6 separate regions of the Mus musculus genome follow, and all the other regions are linked to region 2. The links are chromatin contacts, called in public HiChIP or PLAC-seq and promoter capture Hi-C maps. All regions are on one chromosome and are shown on one strand. Each heading gives the region's core, a stretch centred on a gene start, on an enhancer-like site or on the middle of the called end of the contact. The rest is flanking DNA. Distances are from core to core; before and after follow the strand shown.

Region 1 (2,700 bases), core at 96-2,595, 270 kb before region 2:
AGTTAACAGAGACTGCAGAGGAATCCACTGTCTTACGTGTGAACCACCTGGACTTCTCACACAGATGGGGACACCTCTAGTACCAGCCATGTGCAAACTGCAATCTGCGAGCTGAGTGTATCCCAGGATAGCCACGAGTGTGGCCCAAGACACTTGTAGATGGCACTGACGTTTCACAACATCAAAGGTCGGGCATGCCTGCTGGCTGTAACCCTGACACAATGACTAAGGTACTGCTACTTAGAACAGAGTGTTTTTGGCCTCTGACATTTTCCAGCCCCGAATTTTGTAGAATGCACTCTGGCGAGTTGGTCTTCTCCCTTTCTCTTGTGTCTTTGAGACGGATTCACATAAGATGATCCAACAAGTTTTATCATTAAATAAGACAAGCAGTGTTCCTGCCCTCCCTCCTTCAGAAAGTATTATCCATGCAGTGGGGTGTCCTGTGGCAGGCTGCCTCTCACTCACTGTGATAAGCAGTCACTTACTTTGCAATCAGTGGGAGGGGAAGGCTAACTAACCTCTGTTGCCTTGGTAAGGGTGAGTGACAAGTTACAAACGCCCCCTCAGAAATATGCATTATCTATGAGCTTTATGACAGACTGTGGCTGAAATCTGAAGACGTTGGTGTTGACCAAACAAAGAGGACCTTTGTTCAGTTAAGGAGGTGTGAGGGTTTGCTCATTCCCTTGGCGTGGGTGACTGTCTGGGAACAGTGCCTTTCAGGTCAGGGTAAGCTTAGCAAGTCCCTCCCTTCACTGCTTGGGGACCTCCAAGGCTGTGGAAGATATAAAATGTACCTTGACTTTTCAGGGGGGACATTTAGGTGACATCTCAGTTCTTTGGACAGTTTTACAAACTAGACAGTTAGATATATTTATTAGGTTTATTTTCATATAGAAATCTACAATTTTGGGACGTAATTGTACTTCATTGAGTTTACATAAGAAAAAACTGGGGGGGGGGTGTCCTCTGCCCTGGAATTAACTTTTTAAGTTGTATATATGGGAGATAGAGATGGGGAGAGCATAGAGAACAGAAAGGCAGAGAAAAACAAAGAGACACACAGACAACAGGGAACAAAGAAAAGGGAGGTGAAAAGTCAGAGTTTGTCATTTCCGGCAACTCTAATTTCCTCTAAATCTATTTTTTTCCTTGTTAGTAGACAAAAATAATATTGCTTAATATCTATAGCAGTTAGGTGGCTGGTATCTGAGGTTGTTATGGTCAACTGATTTCAAAAGGCTTCACATGCCAACAAGGGAAGTCTCTGGTTCCCATGGCAGCAGCCATGGGTGTCTGTGTGTATGTGCATGTACATGTGCGCTGTGATGATTCAGTGTCTAAGAAGGCAGAGGCAGCATAAGTTTCAGGATCTTCTGCTACCTTTCAGGAACCAGCCTGGAAGACCTGCCTAAAAGCCTTTGAGTCACTTCCTGCCAGCATTTGTCTATGCCCTGTTTTGGAATTGCCCACCTTAGAGATGATGCCACAGGGCTTGGCCGAGCTCAACAATACTTAAGTATTCTAAGTAGCCACCACCAAACGGTGCGCACCCCAGCCAAGGCCATGACAGCAGCTTATCCCATTTCCAATGGACCCATGAGCTCCATGGCATCAGTGAGGTATGCACATACGATGGGACCAGAAAATGGGAAGAGAATACTGGGTTGCCAAGAGAAAGCTTTAGACTGGAGATGAGTTTTAAGAGACGGATGGTTTGAAAACACAATATAGGAGGGAAGGGATTGTAGGTCTCATAGAACCCACAGAGGCTGCTCTGAGAACCACTATACCAAGTATATGTTTTCCCTCTAGGAGACAATGAAAGAGTTTACCAGTTTTGCAGTCTATACTGGGGCGGGGGGGGGGGGGGAGAAGTCAGGCAACTCCCAATACGTACCTCTGTTCCCTGAGAGCTGGGATTACACGCACATGCCACCGTGCCTGGCTTAAATGAAATCTAGGGTCTCATGTGTGCTAGACAAGTGCTCTTTTACAGAGTCATACCCCGATCCGGAAAGCCGAAATTCACATCAATCATTATTTGCTTTGGTATCCAGTTACTATTTAAGGACAGTTAATAAGTGGTGCCCTTGCAGGACCCTCGTGGTAGGAAGCTCTGTTCTGTTGTCTATCAGGAGCTGTTGGGGAAGGTGTGGGCAGGAGGAGACTGGCTGAGTGAGCAGCTCGGAATCACCATTGGTAGTTTGAGGTGAACTGAGCATTACCCCTTTGTTCCTTGCTCCCACTTTGTTCATTCCTTCACCATGCTGATCTGTGTGTGGGTTCTTAGCTGCAAGATTGATCTACGGCAGAAGTGGGTACCGTGGCTCCTGGCTTCCTAGAGTCAGAAGGTAGCTCCAAATTAATCTTCAGAAGGAGTCAGGGCACATAAAATCCTGTTGGTTAGGGTCCAAGCTAACGCTAAAGAACAACCATCAAGGCTGACAAGCTGGCTCTGTGGGTGAAGGTGCTTGCCATCAAGCCTAAAGACCTTAGTTTAATCTCAGGGACCCTCCTGGCAGGAGAGAGCCACTCCGCTTGAGCTGTTCTCTGACATCCATGGTACATTGCTATCACACACACACACACACACACACACACACACAGAGAAAATAAATATATGTTTTTTTTTTAAAAGAAACCAAATTAAATAAATAGTTTTTTTTAAAGAATAATTAGCTGGGAGGAGAGGAA
Region 2 (2,793 bases), core at 152-2,651:
TACTATGGCTGCCAGGAAGAATTTAAAAAAATAGGAGAAGAAGAAGAAGAAGAAGAAGAAGAAGAAGAAGAAGAAGAAGAACAACAACAACAACAACAACAACAAAGAAAGAAATGAAGCCCCTTCTTTATCTAAAATGAATTTGATGTTAAACTCATTTATGTCTGATAGTCTATACTCCTGAATTGACATTTAATTCAGCCATTGAACCCTACACCATAGTAGGTTTTAGTACGGTTCCTCTTAATGACGCCCAAACTTTTTTCTATATTGTGGGAGCAAAACAAAAACATGCATAAATATAAACCTGCATATACATTATTGTCATTTTTAAGGTGCTCACCAAAAGCAACAATATTTAGGCAATTCGAATCTTCAGTTACTGGGCAAAAACACTTGATTGGCTTAGCTATTCTTTCTTCACTTCCTTCTGTAAACTTTAGCAGCAGAGTATTTGGAAAAAGATGGAATTGGGCGAGGGGGATGGGGTGAGGAGCACTAACGTTTTTTATGCAAACACGATTTTTTTTTTTTTAATTTCAAGTTAAAAGGTTTCAAACATCAAGGAAGACTGTAACTAGCATAACTGGAGTTAAGATGCTTCTGAGGCTGACCTTGGATTTGAAGGACAGGGAGACGAAGCTGAGTTAGTTTAAGTGCTGGGGAGATTCACAATTTTAGATGAAAAGAGTCCTATCTGGAAGAAGCGCTAGAGCCAGCCTTGGCCAGGAGGATTCATTCGGACACCTACGGGGCCCTGCGTCAATAAGTGGTTTCAGATCCTGCAGCTAAGGGGAGTTCGTATTTTACTGCTGGCCGGCCAGAAGACTGGCTGAAATGACAAAGAGGATCTATTTCTGTTTTAGTAGATTTAGCAAAGGGAGGGGCGTATCCAGGTCACTGGACGCACTCTCAGACAACCCTACAAATGAAATCTTGAGCATTTACACCTTTGCAAAAAGTTGCTCGCAGACGCCCTCACGGAGAGGGAAGGATCTGGAGCAGCGAAGCGCAGGCTCCAAAAATCCTGGCAGCTCCCGGGACCTATACACAGCTCTCTCATCCCCGCCCAGCTCACCGGTTTCAGGTTTCCGGGGGCGCGCAGTCAGGAGGGGGCGAGGGGCTTGGAGTCTGTTCCCTCGGAGCAGCCAATGAGCGGCGAGACCCAGCGGTGGCGCCAGTGACGTAGGTGGCGCTCCCTCCGCCCCACTGCGGGCGGACGCTGGGAGCCGACGACAGCCTGAGCTCCCGGGTGCCTAGGGCGGCGCGCGCGCGCGCGCGAGGAGCGGGGGGGAGGCAGTGCGCGTGCGCAGCCGCTCACCCCCGGGGAGGCGGGGCCGAGGAGCGGACACGCGCATGCGCGCGCCCCGGGGCGGTCGCGGGCGGAGGGGGCGGCTCCTCGAGTGTTGGCTACCCAAAGGCCGAGCGGCAGGCGGGCGGCAGGTGCCGCGGCCGGGCGCCGCTGCCTCGTCGCGCGTCCCCGCGATGAGCCTCGTCTCGCGGCCTGCCCCTGCCGGCTGCCGCTCCGCGCGGGCCTCACGGCGTGACCCGGGCCTCGTGGCGTGGCGGGCCCCCGCGGCGCGACGCGGGCCCTGAGCGGGAGCGGCGGTCCCTCCCGCGGCCCCAGGCCTCGCCCGCCAGCGCTCCTCGATGTCTCCCCGGCGGGGAGGACGCTGCCTGCGACACCCGCCGAGCGGCGCCCCCCGGAGCGCCCCGCTGCCGCCCCGCGGGGACGATGAGGGCGGAGGGCGCCGACCACTCGATGATCAACCTGTCGGTGCAGCAGGTCCTGAGCCTCTGGGCCCATGGCACGGTGCTGAGGAACCTCACGGGTAATGCGCCGGGCGGAGGGAGCGGTGGGGGACCCACTCCACGGGTGTTCGGGGCGTCCGCAAACCCGGCCCGGTGCGGGCCGCTGGAGCACGCGCGAGTCGCGCCAGTGCCCCGACTGGATCACAGTTCATGTTTCTGTCATTAACCCCCCCCCCCCCCCCCGCCTTTCCCCGTGCGCGCGCGCACGCACATACACCGCTTCTTGCAGTTTCGATCTTTTTTAGTCTTTCTTTCCTGGTTTAGCCCTTTTTCTTGCTGACAGATGTCAAACCAATTGCAGTACTCCTATTGCCTGCTCACCGTGATCACGGTGGACCGACCGTTCGTTCCTTTATTTGTTGAGAGAGAGAGAGAGATATGACTAAGTAGATAATAGCGGGGTCAGGGGCTGGACCAAGGTCTAGAGCAGTCGAAACAGTTGTCTTCTCTGCTATTTCCTTTTGTCTGGCTGTCTCCTGGCTTCAAGTTGCTGTATTTGTGAAATTGGAGAATTCTGTGTATTTCCCTTCATTAATCAATGTGATTGGGAATGGGGTTTAGCTACGTTATAGCATCAGGTTGTCAGAGTAAGCATTAGTACACATAATATGATTTCATATGCAGGTTTGCTTGTGAAGAAACTTCTGGTTTTCTCAGTGTGGAAGTGCTTAAACTCTTTTGAGTTCCGAGTTTTAAAAATAGCGTCTAAAGAGTAATATTGACTGGAAAGCAGTAGGGTCAACAGTTTGACTCCGGAGTAGCTGCTTTTGTGAAACCACAACCAAAACCCCAAACAAAAACTCAGTTCTTTAAAATGTCTTAACTCCAATTGAACGTTACTATTTCAAAATCTGTGTGATAGCAAATTAATAGTATGTAGTATACTTATAGGCAAAATCTGGCATGATACAGGGTTCATATGTTCAAGGAGAAAAATATAACGGCATTGCGTACCACCCAGATAAATTTTCAGGTTGCTTA
Region 3 (2,923 bases), core at 317-2,816, 310 kb before region 2:
CCCCCCTCGCACAACATGTTTCCTCTGCCTTTGAAAACTAGAGCACGCATTTCATGTTGTCTTTGTCTATTCAAGATGACCCTGTGACCATCTCAGGGTCTCCTTTCCGGGGCCCATGGTATCTTTGCTCCATATTCATGAGACTAATGTTGACAGCCTTAGTTGACCAAGGGCTTGCCACCGTGTGATCCATGTTTCTTTTTCTTTTTTTCTTTATTGCTTGCACCCAAACAACAGTCTATAGGAGATAGGAGTGTGTTTGTGTGTTTCCTTCCAGTCATGCAGAGGTGAGGTATGTGAGATGATAACATCATTAACAACAACAGCAATAATGGATTCTAATGTCTTCAACCTAATTGCAAAGGCTGGAGGATGGAGAAAGAAAGAGATAAGAAAAGTTGATCCATTAATCAGCCAGCTGACAGATGTGTGGAGCGACTTAAATCATGTGGCATTATGTCCACTAGGGTTATTATACCCTATTACAATGGTTTCTGACCTTCCCAATGCTGTGACACTTTAATACAGTTTCTCATGTGGTGGTGACTCCCAACCATAAAATCATTCCATTGTTACTTCATAGCTGTAATTTGGCTGCTGGTTTGAATTGTAATGTAAATATCTGCTATGTAGGATATCTACCATTTAAGCCCAGAAGGGTCATGATCTACATGTTGAGAACCACTGCCCTATTTACCTATGAACGTTTCAGGCTCTTAACCCCCATCAGTGCAGAAGTGCCATGTACTAATCTAGATGAACTGATCTCCCATCCCAAAGCCTTCTCCACCCATTCTATTCCATCCAATGTGAGTTCCAGGTAAACAGCCTGGCTGCCCATCTCCAGATGGGTTTTATAAGATGTTCCAGCTGTTGTTTCCCTTTACTGTGTCATACCCTTGCTGAGCTTGTGCCATAGCTTGTACGTTTCCTGATTAGCACCCGTGAGGGCTCAGAGCACTTGCTCTTAAGATGACAAGGGCTGCCACACCCTCTCTCAGTCTTCAGCCTGCTGCAGGGACAAAGGCTGACCCATGTCACAGGCATTTAGTTAGCGCTTAGATCCAGCCAGAGCATCTGGGTCTGGATGTTTGCAGGCTCTGATGACACAAGCTTGCATTTGTGAAATTATTAAAGTGGCCGAAGGCATGCCCTGAAAGGAAAAGGAGTAGATCCCACCTCTGTGGACATCTTTGAGAGCAAACTATATTAAAAGATGTTGGTGGTCAGACTTGAGGGGAGGGTAGTACCTCCTTGAAGGCTGACAGGCGATAAGCAAGAGGGAAGTCTGGCTGGGTTTACATTAGACTCTGAAGGAAGCTACAGGGCAAGGCTGGTGTGTGTGCAAATGACAAGGTAGATGCACAGTCTAGGACACTGTACCCCAGTGGGAGAGTGCCTGGGCAGCATGCATGAGGGCATAGGTTCAATCCCAGGTATCAGCCAAAGTGTGGGGGAGGGGAAGAGAGAAAAGAAAGGTGAGAGAGAATGAACTATTCTGCCCAGTCCTCTTGGGGTGGGAGAATTGGCTATGAGTTGCAAGTCCAGCCCCGGCTAGCACTGAACATTTGATTCTGTGTAAGTAGAAGCCACGCCTATGTGCATAATTGCAAGTGACTCAAGGTGTGTGTGGGGTAGCTAAAGAGAAAGTATAAAGAATAATTCAGGTAGAAATGATTAAAGAGAAAAGTTAGAAGTGAGGTGTTCAAACTATGGGGATGGCCAGTACACTGGGCATTGTTGTTGCCTTTGACCTAGATAGTAAGTTAGAGAAAATGGAAATACGTGAGCCATTAGCTACAAAAATCCAATTTCTATAGGAAAATTTTATTTTTAAAAAAGAGAAAAGGCAGATCAATTTCTTAGAAGAAACAAAACACACACACACACACACACACACACACACACACACACACATATATCCTTATAATTTGCTCATGGGTAATAGACCTTTCCTTCTCTGGCTAGCCTTCTGCAGGCTTTCTGTCTATTTTACCTGCTGGTATCCTGGTTCAAAGGCTGTGATGCACAGAAGTCCCGAGATCAAGTGGGTAACAAATGTCCTGGCTGGGTTGAGACAGTGCCTGGGTGATTAACATCAGACTCACATGAAAACTAAATCCAGAGGTAGGCTGGCTCTGCGTATGCCCTCTTTGCAAAGCAATACAAAGAGTCCACCAGGAGCTGTGGATACACTGTTAAGCCTGAACACTGCAAGAAGCCCAAATCCGAGAGTGTCTATTTAGTACTGGCCAGGAGGATGGACACGGGCCAGGTTCATACCCAGGATTCCCAGGAAGTGGCACTGTGCTAGATTAGTCGGGTGCTCATCAAGGCAGAACTCACAAGGTAGGGACATCCCATCTTCATTCAATCAGGGGCAAGCATACACCCTGACATACTAGGAGGTATGTGCCTCCTGCATATATGTGACCAAGCACGTCCTGTGCCGGTGAGGCAACCACCCTTGTTCAAGAGGTGACCCGTCCTTGGGGCTTACAGGTTAACTTTAGCTCTCGCACACACCACATGGAGACTACAGTTATCCAGCTACAGGAGAGGCATCTCTGCTGTCAGCTGTCAGTCTGAAAGTCCTCTGCAGACTCATCTCTTGGAAGCTCAGTAGCAGCACGGTCCCTGTTTGGAAGGCTACAGAGCCTGGCTGTCAGAGCGAGCCTTTGACCTTGTCCCTTGGGTCTATTCTATTTCCTGGTCGTCTGCCATAGTCTTCTCTCCATACCGTCTTTAGTGTGATGGATTGCAGCTCTCTGAAACCATGGTCTTCAACTAAGCTTTCTTCTCTCAAGTTGTTTCTGCTTGATGCAAAAATAACTAACACGTCATGGAAATGTGCTTCCACAAAGGGAAACAATACAGCAATAGCTTATGGGCATCCTGCCCTTTGAAGAGATTTTTGTTTTTA
Region 4 (2,700 bases), core at 147-2,646, 490 kb after region 2:
GCTCAACACAAGGGATTCCTCCCCGGTGGGTCACTTGGTGGCCCTCTAGGCCCCAGTGCTGTGATGTAGCCAGTGCTGTGATGTAGCCGGTGCTGTGATGCAGCCGGTGCTGTGATGCAGCCGGTGCTGTGATGCAGCCGGTGCTGTGATGCAGCCGGTGCTGTGATGCAGCCGGTGCTGTGATGCAGCCGGTGCTGTGATGCAGCCGGTGCTGTGATGCAGCCGGTGCTGTGATGCAGCCGGTGCTGTGATGCAGCCGGTGCTGTGATGCAGCCGGTGCTGTGATGCAGCCGGTGCTGTGATGCAGCCGGTGCTGTGATGCAGCCGGTGCTGTGATGCAGCCGGTGCTGTGATGCAGCCGGTGCTGTGATGCAGCCGGTGCTGTGATGCAGCCGGTGCTGTGATGCAGCCGGTGCTGTGATGCAGCCGGTGCTGTGATGCAGCCGGTGCTGTGATGCAGCCGGTGCTGTGATGCAGCCGGTGCTGTGATGCAGCCGGTGCTGTGATGCAGCCGGTGCTGTGATGCAGCCGGTGCTGTGATGCAGCCGGTGCTGTGATGCAGCCGGTGCTGTGATGCAGCCGGTGCTGTGATGCAGCCGGTGCTGTGATGCAGCCGGTGCTGTGATGCAGCCGGTGCTGTGATGCAGCCGGTGCTGTGATGCAGCCGGTGCTGTGATGCAGCCGGTGCTGTGATGCAGCCGGTGCTGTGATGTAGCCGGTGCTGTGATGTAGCCGGTGCTGTGATGTAGCCGGTGCTGTGATGTAGCCGGTGCTGTGATGTAGCCGGTGCTGTGATGTAGCCGGTGCTGTGATGTAGCCAGTGCTGTGATGTAGCCAGTGCTGTGATGTAGCCAGTGCTGTGATGTAGCCAGTGCTGTGATGTGCCATTGGTGTTGAAGTGGCTGGGAGTGTTGCCCTAAGACCTGGGCTTAGAACTTGACCTCGAGGGGTGAAGTAAAGATCTCGTTACCACATCTTTGAAAAAAATTGTGGTTTTCATTATTAGAAAAACTGCATTTCCTGTAGCTGGATTAAATGCCTTTATATTTTGCAGCTTTAAGGATTTCATTTTAAACTACATGTGTATTTACATGCCGGTTTGTGGATATGTGTATAGGTGTGCAGATGCCCAAGTGGGTAAGAGCCGTCAGATGCCCTCGAACTGGATTTACAGATGACGGTGAGCCTCCTGACATGAGTGCTAGGAACCAACCTCAGGTCTTCTGCAAGTGTTCTGTGCTCTCAACCACTGAGCCCGCCCACCCGACTCCAGCACCCGCCCCGCAGACCAGGAGACTTTCCGTGCAGCTGCTTTAGTCCACATGTCCTCAGAGGTGGCAAGGGAGGCAGTCTCTGCAGTGACCTATTTCCCTTGGTGTTTCAGAACGGAGTGTGAGAGACAAGGGGCATGGCTTGTTACTGATCTCTACTGTGGTGTGTGGACAGGACTGTTTGGTGCTCTGTCTAGTCAAATTGTACTGAGTCTTAAAAAAAATTGTATTCTTACTGACAGTTTCTGGTTCACTGGAAAGTTGTGTTTCCTGTTGTAAGGTTTGTGGAAGGTCAGAGCAGCAGCAGCAGTAGACAGAGGTGAACAGTGAGGAGAAGAGGCCCATGGGAAGGGGAAGCACCAAGTTCAGTGAGTTCGCCATGCTGCGTGCTGACAGAGCATACAGTGCCTGCCTGTCTCCTGTGGAGAGACCAGCAGAGGAGTCCCAAGCCCTCCCTCACTAGGCACTGGCTCACAGTGAAGAGGCTCTCAGGGGCTTAGAAAAGGGAGAACCTTGCCTTGACTACAGCCAGGGAGGCAGCAGGGTGCTGCAGCTGAAGGTTATGTGTGTATGTATGGAGAGAGAAGAACAACGACTTTCCTTTTGCGGCCCTATCAACTCCCCTGCGATGAGGAAGGCATGGGAGTGTAGGAGAGAAGCCGCTGTGCTGGCCCGTGGCTTTCAGCCTCAGCACAGATGCAGGGGGTGAGCATCTTGATACCAGCACACTACTTGTTGGCTATTTAAGGGCAACATTATTTTTTTCTCTGATCAAGCTTCTCACTAGAACAGTAACATTTAAGGGGCGTACATTTTCATTAACCTCACGCAGAAATGTGAGCCCCCAATGGTTAGTACCAGGAAAATGGGTCATCTTGCCTTTTCCTGTCCAAGGAGAGAGAACTGCACTTGAAAGCTAATGACTTTTGTGTTCTCATAGCTCTCAGCTCTCAGCAGTGCATAAAAAGTGCCTGTTTGGCATTCATTTACTTATCTGTCAATGTTGGTGGCAGTCTGAAGTGTTCTATAGTGTTATACTTGGTTCAGTCATTTGCCTGAGGAGCCCCTAAAAACTAGCTTGATCCGAGGGTTTGTGCTTTAGGAAGAACAGTATGATGTCCCTTGCTCCCTTCATGGCAGAAGAAATGACACTGTGTTCATCTATATTCATTGAAGAAGAATTGGAAGGTCATATACTCACAAGAATCGGTCATTCATAATAGTTCATGTATATATGTATATGTGTATATATATATATGAAGCTACATGTGCATCTATACATAAACATTTACACATATTTGTATAAATATGTACATATGTGTGTAAATGTGTAAAGTGTGCAGCACAGCTGACATGGTGTGGTATGGCACACTTTTCTGGTTTCCCACACTGTTCCTGATGACTGCTGTTTCCAGTGCTACTACAGTGG
Region 5 (2,972 bases), core at 397-2,896, 430 kb after region 2:
CTGAGGTTTAGCCTATGGTCCTATTATGAAGAGATAGGCTAAAAACAAAACAAACAAGCAAACAAAAATCCTTCAGTATGGTAGGAGATTAGCTTGTTTTTCAGAGTTCTGCTAACTTTGTTTACGTACGTTAAGGCAATATTGAATGGTGGGTTTAAATTTTAGTTTCTTCCTAGTTAATGACAATTTTATCATTGAAGTGTACCATTTCATACCTAGTAAGAAGAATACATATTTTCCTTAAATAGTAATTTGATAGACAAGGACCTAGAAACACTGGTTTGGGGGAGCTGACAGTTGTATAGCATTTTTTTAATCATTTCATTTTTAGTAACAGAATGTGTACCCCTTATTTCAGATGTCTGACTTAACCTGCTCACTGCCCCATGTTATTGAGATGGACGTCTTTATCTTTTAATAGGGCTAGTCATTGGGCATACATTGGGAAGCAGTTAATGCTTTGTTCTAAAATCTCCATCCTACTGAGTGCTGCATGAATTGCCTTATCTACTTCCTGTTGCTTTTTAACCATTGTTGATTTCCCTTCTTCCTGACTGGGTCTTCGATTCATCCTTCGGTTTCCCCTCCACTACATTGAAAGAGTGATAAATTCATTGATTATCGTTACAGTGGTTAGTCTCAAGAAACAAACAAGGAGTACTAACTTATCCAAGTCTAGAACCAATCAATCACTTTTCTTTAAGGGAAATGTATGAAATTAGAACACTCTCACTCCACTTGTCTTATTTTAAGAATCGTTGCTTTTGGTTACTATGTGTTTCTGTAATAGGTTTAAATGTGCTCAGAAATTACACTGAAGTTGCAGGTTAAAGGGTTTTTTGTTTTTTTGGTTTTTTTCCTCTTCTATTGTTTCCTGCAGTAAACAGAGAAGTGGGTGATTAAAAAAGGGATTTCCTGTATTGTTCCATCTTAGTTGCCGTTTTTTAAACCAACAACTCATTTCAGAAATTTGTTATTGTTTTCATTGGCCGTGCCCTATCGTTGATGGTCTTTATGGGTTTCTTAGAAACTCCACTATATAAAACAGAAAGCCAGTATTTCTCTCATTGGCTGCTTAGCCCTTTGCTTGCATTATTTTTCAATTTCTCCCATCATGTTCTAGATCCTGGTTTTTTTTTGTTTTTTGTTTTTTGTTTTTTTTTCTGCTTAGTTAGTCTTGTGACTTGCTTTGACCAACGATCTTATAATCAGGCTCACTTTTTAACAGGTAGTGACTATAGCAGGATATGAGACGATCCCAGTGAAGCTGTCTTAGGCCAGCCAGGCCCAGCCAAACTCACAGCCAACCAGATACACATGTGAACCCAGTAGAGACCACAAGTGCCTTCGTGATTGTAGGCTAAGCAAACGATTATTATTTTAGGCTACTGCTAACTGTTAAGTCCTTCCTTATTCAGAACTTTTACTGTCAGGAAAAAAAAAGGAGAAAGGAAAAGCTTAGATGTTTTTCAGTTTTGTCAGATTAGAATTCTAGCAATCCAGAATAGTGCAGGGGGGAGGGGTGCTAGGGGGAGAGAGGCAATGACATGTGTGTCACCAACATGCTAAAGTTGTCCTGTACTAGTGGATCTTTTTCTTAAACAGTAATTCTTGGGGGAAAATGCGACAGCATTTTAAATCATTAGTGAGTCACCATGGTGGTTTCATTTTGTGGGATATTGCTAGTCATACTCTTGGTTTATTTAACGTCAAGTTCTTGTTGGGCAAAGCAGTTACCAATTATAACACTAAAACTGCAGAAAAACATGATTTATTTACAGCTCTCAGGGGTTTCTGCATACATACAGCAGACGCTTTTATGTATTAGTAACCTGTATAGGAGGAATTTAGACTATGTGCTGGAAGGACCTGGATTGGTCTCATTTTTAAGCAGGAGGAAGAAGCTCCAGGCAATGGTGCCTTACAACTTCAGGGGGATGGGGAGAGTGAGGAGTAAAAAAATGGAAGCAAATACTTTAAGTATAAAACCGAGAGAGAGTCTAGAAAAAGGAATGAAAGAAATGGGGTGGGGGTGGAGGTAGGGGTCGGGGTTAGGGAAGTGTTTGTGTGATGTTTTGGTCCTGTTGAAGGAAGGAAGTTACATATTATGTTAGTCATCTTTAGCTTTGCCTGGATAGAATAAAATCAGAAGAAATTGACATTAAGTAAGGACTGAGGTTTGCCTGCATTCAAAATAAATTCCTAATTGGCCTCATTGTACCAGTCTACAAAATCATAAAATACATTCCATTAGCATTATCCAGTACAACATTAACTCTACACACATCTTAATGGTATTTTTGACATTTCTAAAGGTGCAATTTAAGTCAACATTTACATTAAGAACATTTATGATATAGCTAAAGGAAGAACCACTTAGCTAAAATAATGATCAACATAACAGTTTTCCCCCAGAGACCATATCTAGGTATAGAAAGTATCACTATGTCTGCATAAATATTAACGATAAAGTTTAATAAAATTTTCTGTGTGACTCTGTCCTCAACCTTGACCTATTTTTTTTTCTTTTGAATGACAGGTCTATTATTAAAGAATGTCAAGTTAAAATGTTGTCATTTTACATTAAATGTAGATTCCCTGACCTTCCTTATTTCTTCCCTCATTATCATTGTCCTGTGAACTAAGAAAGAGAAGAAGTCTATCACCAGGCAGCAGAACGGGTGAAACAAAGTCTACATTTGCCAGTTCTATGGTGAAGGGGCAAAAATGGCTTAACAAACACATAATTGGGCAAAGACAAATTCCTAGACTGGCTAACCTAGACACAAGCAAAATATTACACAAAGCAAATCTACCCCTCACCCCCTTTGAAATTCATACAGATAGCTTTCCCATTGGAACTGTATGCGTGTCTGCTGGCAGACAAGCACAGGTAATTGCCTCCAGGTGTTTGCCTGCAGGAAGTCATTGAAATTCAGTGCCAGCAACAGCAGCTTTCTCAGCAGCAAAAT
Region 6 (2,768 bases), core at 5-2,504, 510 kb before region 2:
ATTGGCCACTGTTATATCTGCTTTTGAGAAATATTTATCCGTATCATTTGAGTGTCTTTAATCAGATTGGCCTATATCCCTGGCTCCCTTGTCAGAGGGATGCACGGTGGACCTCCGCCGTCAGTTCAGTGAGATTCTCCCCCTGTGTCTCTCTGTTCTTGCTGCTTGTGCTTTTACAAAACTCCTTCTCTGTTGTGACTTCTTGCTTAATTTGGACCTTTGAAAGCACTGCCAATTTAGCGTCCCACTGAAATCCCTGTATCTTTAGTGGCTGTGACAATGGGTGCTTTTTCAGTCTTTGAGAATTTTAACAGCCGTTGCCAAGTTCTTGTTGTTACTCTCAACATCTGTAACATCTGGGATGACTTTCTATTGGCAGCTTTCCCTCATAACCTTGAGCTATCTTCCTACCTACTTACACATCTAGAAATGTTTTACACATGTACCCTCTATACGAATCACTTGTTGAAGTCTCTTTCATGCCCCGCCCCATATAGCTCGGAATTGAACTCAGGACCTCACACATGCTGGTAAGTAAGTGTTCCACCGCTAAGCTGTAGCCCCAGCCCACGTTCCGTCTCTTCCGGAAAAGCTGATTTTTGTTTTAAGCACTCATTTTCATTCTGGGTGGCTCATTTTCAACCTGTGGGAATTTGTTACTATCACTTTGTCTTGAGGTAAGATCTCACCATGGAATGCCGGCTAGGTTCAAACCTGTGACCCAGCGACTCACATGATTCACGCCCTCAATGCAAGCTCAAGCTCAGCAGCCATTTTCTATAGTCACCGTTCTTCAGACAACCCTCTTTACATTCGTCTCTGTCTATAAGCTCTTCAAAAAGTCCAAATCAAAATCAGATGCTGCAATGGCTTAAAAAAAAAAAAAGACCCCCTAGGGCACAAACAAACTAGAAAAATAGACAAATGGGTTTATATTATTCTCAAATAATCACATGTTCAGTCATCAATTCTGTTTTGTTTTGCTTTGGGACAGGACCCACTTTACCTCTGTGTCCACGTGCTGAGATCACAGCCTTAGAGCCACTACATTTGGAACAGTCAGTAGTTAAATCTTCACAGAGATTTTTTTTTTTTCTTTCTTCCAGTTCCCATCACAGGGCAGAGTGTTCAGTAGTCTGCTTTGAAAGTGTCATTATCTTTCTTATCAAAGGCAGGCAGAACATCGTCGGGACACGGCGACTACCCAGACAGGGTGTGACCTCGAAGCTTCTCGCTTCCTGGAGACAGCACCTTTTTAATCTCATCAAAGATAAGCAATCCTGAAGAAGATGTCATCACATGGCCGCCTCAGAGCTTGCGACTGATAATTCTTTGCAAGCATATTGTAAATTAAGAGTCTTTCGGCTTCCTGTTCCTCTGCCATGCCTGCCTTCCTTGCTATTATGGACATTTATTCCTCAGGAATTGCAAAACTCTTCCTTATGTTGGTTTTGATCACAGTATTTGTCTCAGCACCAGAAAAGTGACGACTACTTCCACTTCCTGTTTTACTTCTCTCCGCAAATGTTCGACTAGAGCTGAGTTCCAGCCCGCACATGCGCATTCTCACCAGGTCTCTGCCTGGGTGCTCAGACCTCTCTGCTTCCTCCCGCAGCCCATACTTCTAATTCCCTTTCTCCAGCTATTTGTTTTTAATAATGAAGAGATATTTATTTTATGTACATTGGTGCTTTGCTTGCATGAAGGTGTTGAATCTCAGAGTTACAGACAGTTTTTGAGCTTTCACGTGGGTGCTAGGAATTGAACCCTGGACCTCTGGAAGAGCAGTCAGTGCTCTTAACTGCTGACGCAACTTCCCATCACCTGTTTGTTTTTAAAGACAGGTTTTCCCTGCATAGCCCTGGCTAGCTTAAAATTCACTGTGTTCAAGGCTGACCTTGAACTTGTTGAGGAGATCAACACTTGTTGCCTCTCAAGGGCCGAGTGTGTGCCACCATGTCTGACCTCTCAGGCTGTTTTATATTGCTACAAAAGAATACTGCAGGCTGGGTAACGTCTAAAATGAAAATGTTTTCTCGCGGTTCTGGTGCTTGGAAAGTTCCGTATCAAGGAGCTGGCATCTGGCGAAGACCTTTGTGCTATGGCAGAAAGCAAATCGGCTGGAGTGATACAAACAGGAAGTCAGTCCTGAGGCACAGCCCTCGGTATCAAATCTGCCCATAGCCGGTTCACCTCTTAGCGTTATCACACTAGGGGACATACTCAAGCCACAGCGCCTTTTCCACTTCACTTCCTTCCCTAGCAGTCATCGCTGTGTGCCATCTGTGTATTTTCTTGCTGACAATTGTTTGCGTCGTGGTCAGTCTTCGCGAACAGAATGTCAGCTCAGCTGAGGGAAGGACTTGGATGTGCTCCTTTACTGCTATAGTCCTCGAACTGAAAGATGTCTAGCGTGAAGTGGAGGGTCCTGGCACATGATGGAATTAACTGTACAAAGCACTTTCAAGCTGTACCTGGTATTCCGATTGTGTAATTCATCCAGCTGCTAAGGATGCTGAAACAGGAAGTGTAGAAGATTTAAAGCAGCCTTGGGCTAGGTGGGGAGTTCAAAGCCAGCCTAGGTAATTTAGTCTGAACTGAATCAAAAGTATAATAGGTTAGGCATGGTGGTACATGCCTTTAATCCCAGCATTTGGATTTCTGTGAGTTTGGGGTCCAGCCTGATCCACAGAATCAGTTTCAGGCCAGCAAGGGCTACGTAGTGAGATCCTGTCAATTTATAAATGATAGATAAATGAATGGATGGA

The links. Promoter capture Hi-C pulls out the DNA fragments that hold promoters and counts their contacts. HiChIP or PLAC-seq counts read pairs in DNA pulled down with a chosen protein or histone mark.
Region 1: a contact with region 2 is called in an HNF4G HiChIP or PLAC-seq map of pancreatic cancer cells. The contact joins the enhancer-like site here to the promoter of Tmem170b in region 2. A contact is called at or near these places in 5 of 39 promoter capture datasets (the C10 cell line, liver, neutrophils and 1 more), 1 of 484 Hi-C or Micro-C datasets (bone marrow-derived macrophages), 14 of 115 datasets of contacts at active chromatin or transcription factors (the 230-238 cell line, bone marrow-derived macrophages, embryonic basal ganglia and 7 more) and 3 of 9 other capture datasets (adipose tissue, embryonic stem cells and liver).
Region 3: a promoter capture Hi-C map of the SN4741 cell line shows a contact between it and region 2, with 3 times the contacts expected there. The contact joins the enhancer-like site here to the promoter of Tmem170b in region 2. A contact is called at or near these places in 11 of 39 promoter capture datasets (the C10 cell line, the HPC-7 cell line, HPC-7-derived erythroid cells and 8 more), 1 of 484 Hi-C or Micro-C datasets (bone marrow-derived macrophages), 22 of 115 datasets of contacts at active chromatin or transcription factors (the 230-238 cell line, the NIH/3T3 cell line, T-cell acute lymphoblastic leukemia and 14 more) and 2 of 9 other capture datasets (adipose tissue and liver).
Region 4: an H3K4me3 HiChIP or PLAC-seq map of bone marrow-derived macrophages shows a contact between it and region 2, with 3 times the contacts expected there. The contact joins the enhancer-like site here to the promoter of Tmem170b in region 2. A contact is called at or near these places in 4 of 39 promoter capture datasets (embryonic stem cells, liver, pre-B cells and 1 more) and 5 of 115 datasets of contacts at active chromatin or transcription factors (bone marrow-derived macrophages, effector CD8 T cells, memory CD8 T cells and 1 more).
Region 5: a contact with region 2 is called in an H3K4me3 HiChIP or PLAC-seq map of bone marrow-derived macrophages, with 2.3 times the contacts expected there. The contact joins the enhancer-like site here to the promoter of Tmem170b in region 2. A contact is called at or near these places in 1 of 39 promoter capture datasets (hematopoietic stem and progenitor cells), 4 of 484 Hi-C or Micro-C datasets (the G1E-ER4 cell line, liver, nephron progenitors and 1 more), 6 of 115 datasets of contacts at active chromatin or transcription factors (bone marrow-derived macrophages, double positive thymocytes, embryonic stem cells and 2 more) and 3 of 9 other capture datasets (adipose tissue, liver and pancreatic islet).
Region 6: an H3K27ac HiChIP or PLAC-seq map of microglia shows a contact between it and region 2, with 6 times the contacts expected there. The contact joins the enhancer-like site here to the promoter of Tmem170b in region 2. A contact is called at or near these places in 14 of 39 promoter capture datasets (the 3T3-L1 cell line, the HPC-7 cell line, HPC-7-derived erythroid cells and 9 more), 4 of 484 Hi-C or Micro-C datasets (CD4 T cells and embryonic stem cells), 7 of 115 datasets of contacts at active chromatin or transcription factors (bone marrow-derived macrophages, embryonic stem cells, epiblast stem cells and 3 more) and 1 of 9 other capture datasets (embryonic stem cells).

The regions. Positions count from the first base shown.
Region 1 is chr13:41,330,581-41,333,280 of GRCm38.p6, forward strand. All of the region lies in intron 2 of Nedd9 (neural precursor cell expressed, developmentally down-regulated gene 9), which reads right to left. Among named protein-coding and RNA genes, the nearest start is that of Nedd9, 27 kb to the right of the region's middle. Within about 2 kb of position 1,346, at least 65 of the 459 cell types and tissues checked have an H3K27ac peak or open chromatin away from gene starts, as enhancers often do. A contact at or near this core is called in adipose tissue, bone marrow-derived macrophages and pancreatic cancer cells, where this site is marked.
Region 2 is chr13:41,604,481-41,607,273 of GRCm38.p6, forward strand. It overlaps Tmem170b (transmembrane protein 170B), which reads left to right and starts at 1,402. Exons shown (of 3, transcript NM_001163572.2): 1 at 1,402-1,832. The coding sequence starts at 1,736. Gm32184 (a long non-coding RNA gene) reads right to left here and starts at 1,596. Exons shown (of 3, transcript XR_382252.4): 1 at 1,079-1,596.
Region 3 is chr13:41,299,250-41,302,172 of GRCm38.p6, forward strand. No RefSeq gene overlaps it. Among named protein-coding and RNA genes, the nearest start is that of Smim13, 51 kb to the left of the region's middle. Within about 2 kb of position 1,567, at least 8 of the 459 cell types and tissues checked have an H3K27ac peak or open chromatin away from gene starts, as enhancers often do. A contact at or near this core is called in the SN4741 cell line, where this site is marked.
Region 4 is chr13:42,094,630-42,097,329 of GRCm38.p6, forward strand. The region is part of intron 2 of Hivep1 (human immunodeficiency virus type I enhancer binding protein 1); the gene reads left to right. Among named protein-coding and RNA genes, the nearest start is that of Hivep1, 44 kb to the left of the region's middle. Within about 2 kb of position 1,397, at least 114 of the 459 cell types and tissues checked have an H3K27ac peak or open chromatin away from gene starts, as enhancers often do. A contact at or near this core is called in bone marrow-derived macrophages, effector CD8 T cells, memory CD8 T cells and 1 more, where this site is marked.
Region 5 is chr13:42,033,780-42,036,751 of GRCm38.p6, forward strand. No RefSeq gene overlaps it. Among named protein-coding and RNA genes, the nearest start is that of Gm28707, 12 kb to the right of the region's middle. Within about 2 kb of position 1,647, at least 8 of the 459 cell types and tissues checked have an H3K27ac peak or open chromatin away from gene starts, as enhancers often do. A contact at or near this core is called in bone marrow-derived macrophages, where this site is marked.
Region 6 is chr13:41,096,352-41,099,119 of GRCm38.p6, forward strand. No RefSeq gene overlaps it. Among named protein-coding and RNA genes, the nearest start is that of Gcm2, 12 kb to the right of the region's middle. Within about 2 kb of position 1,255, at least 36 of the 459 cell types and tissues checked have an H3K27ac peak or open chromatin away from gene starts, as enhancers often do. A contact at or near this core is called in bone marrow-derived macrophages and microglia, where this site is marked.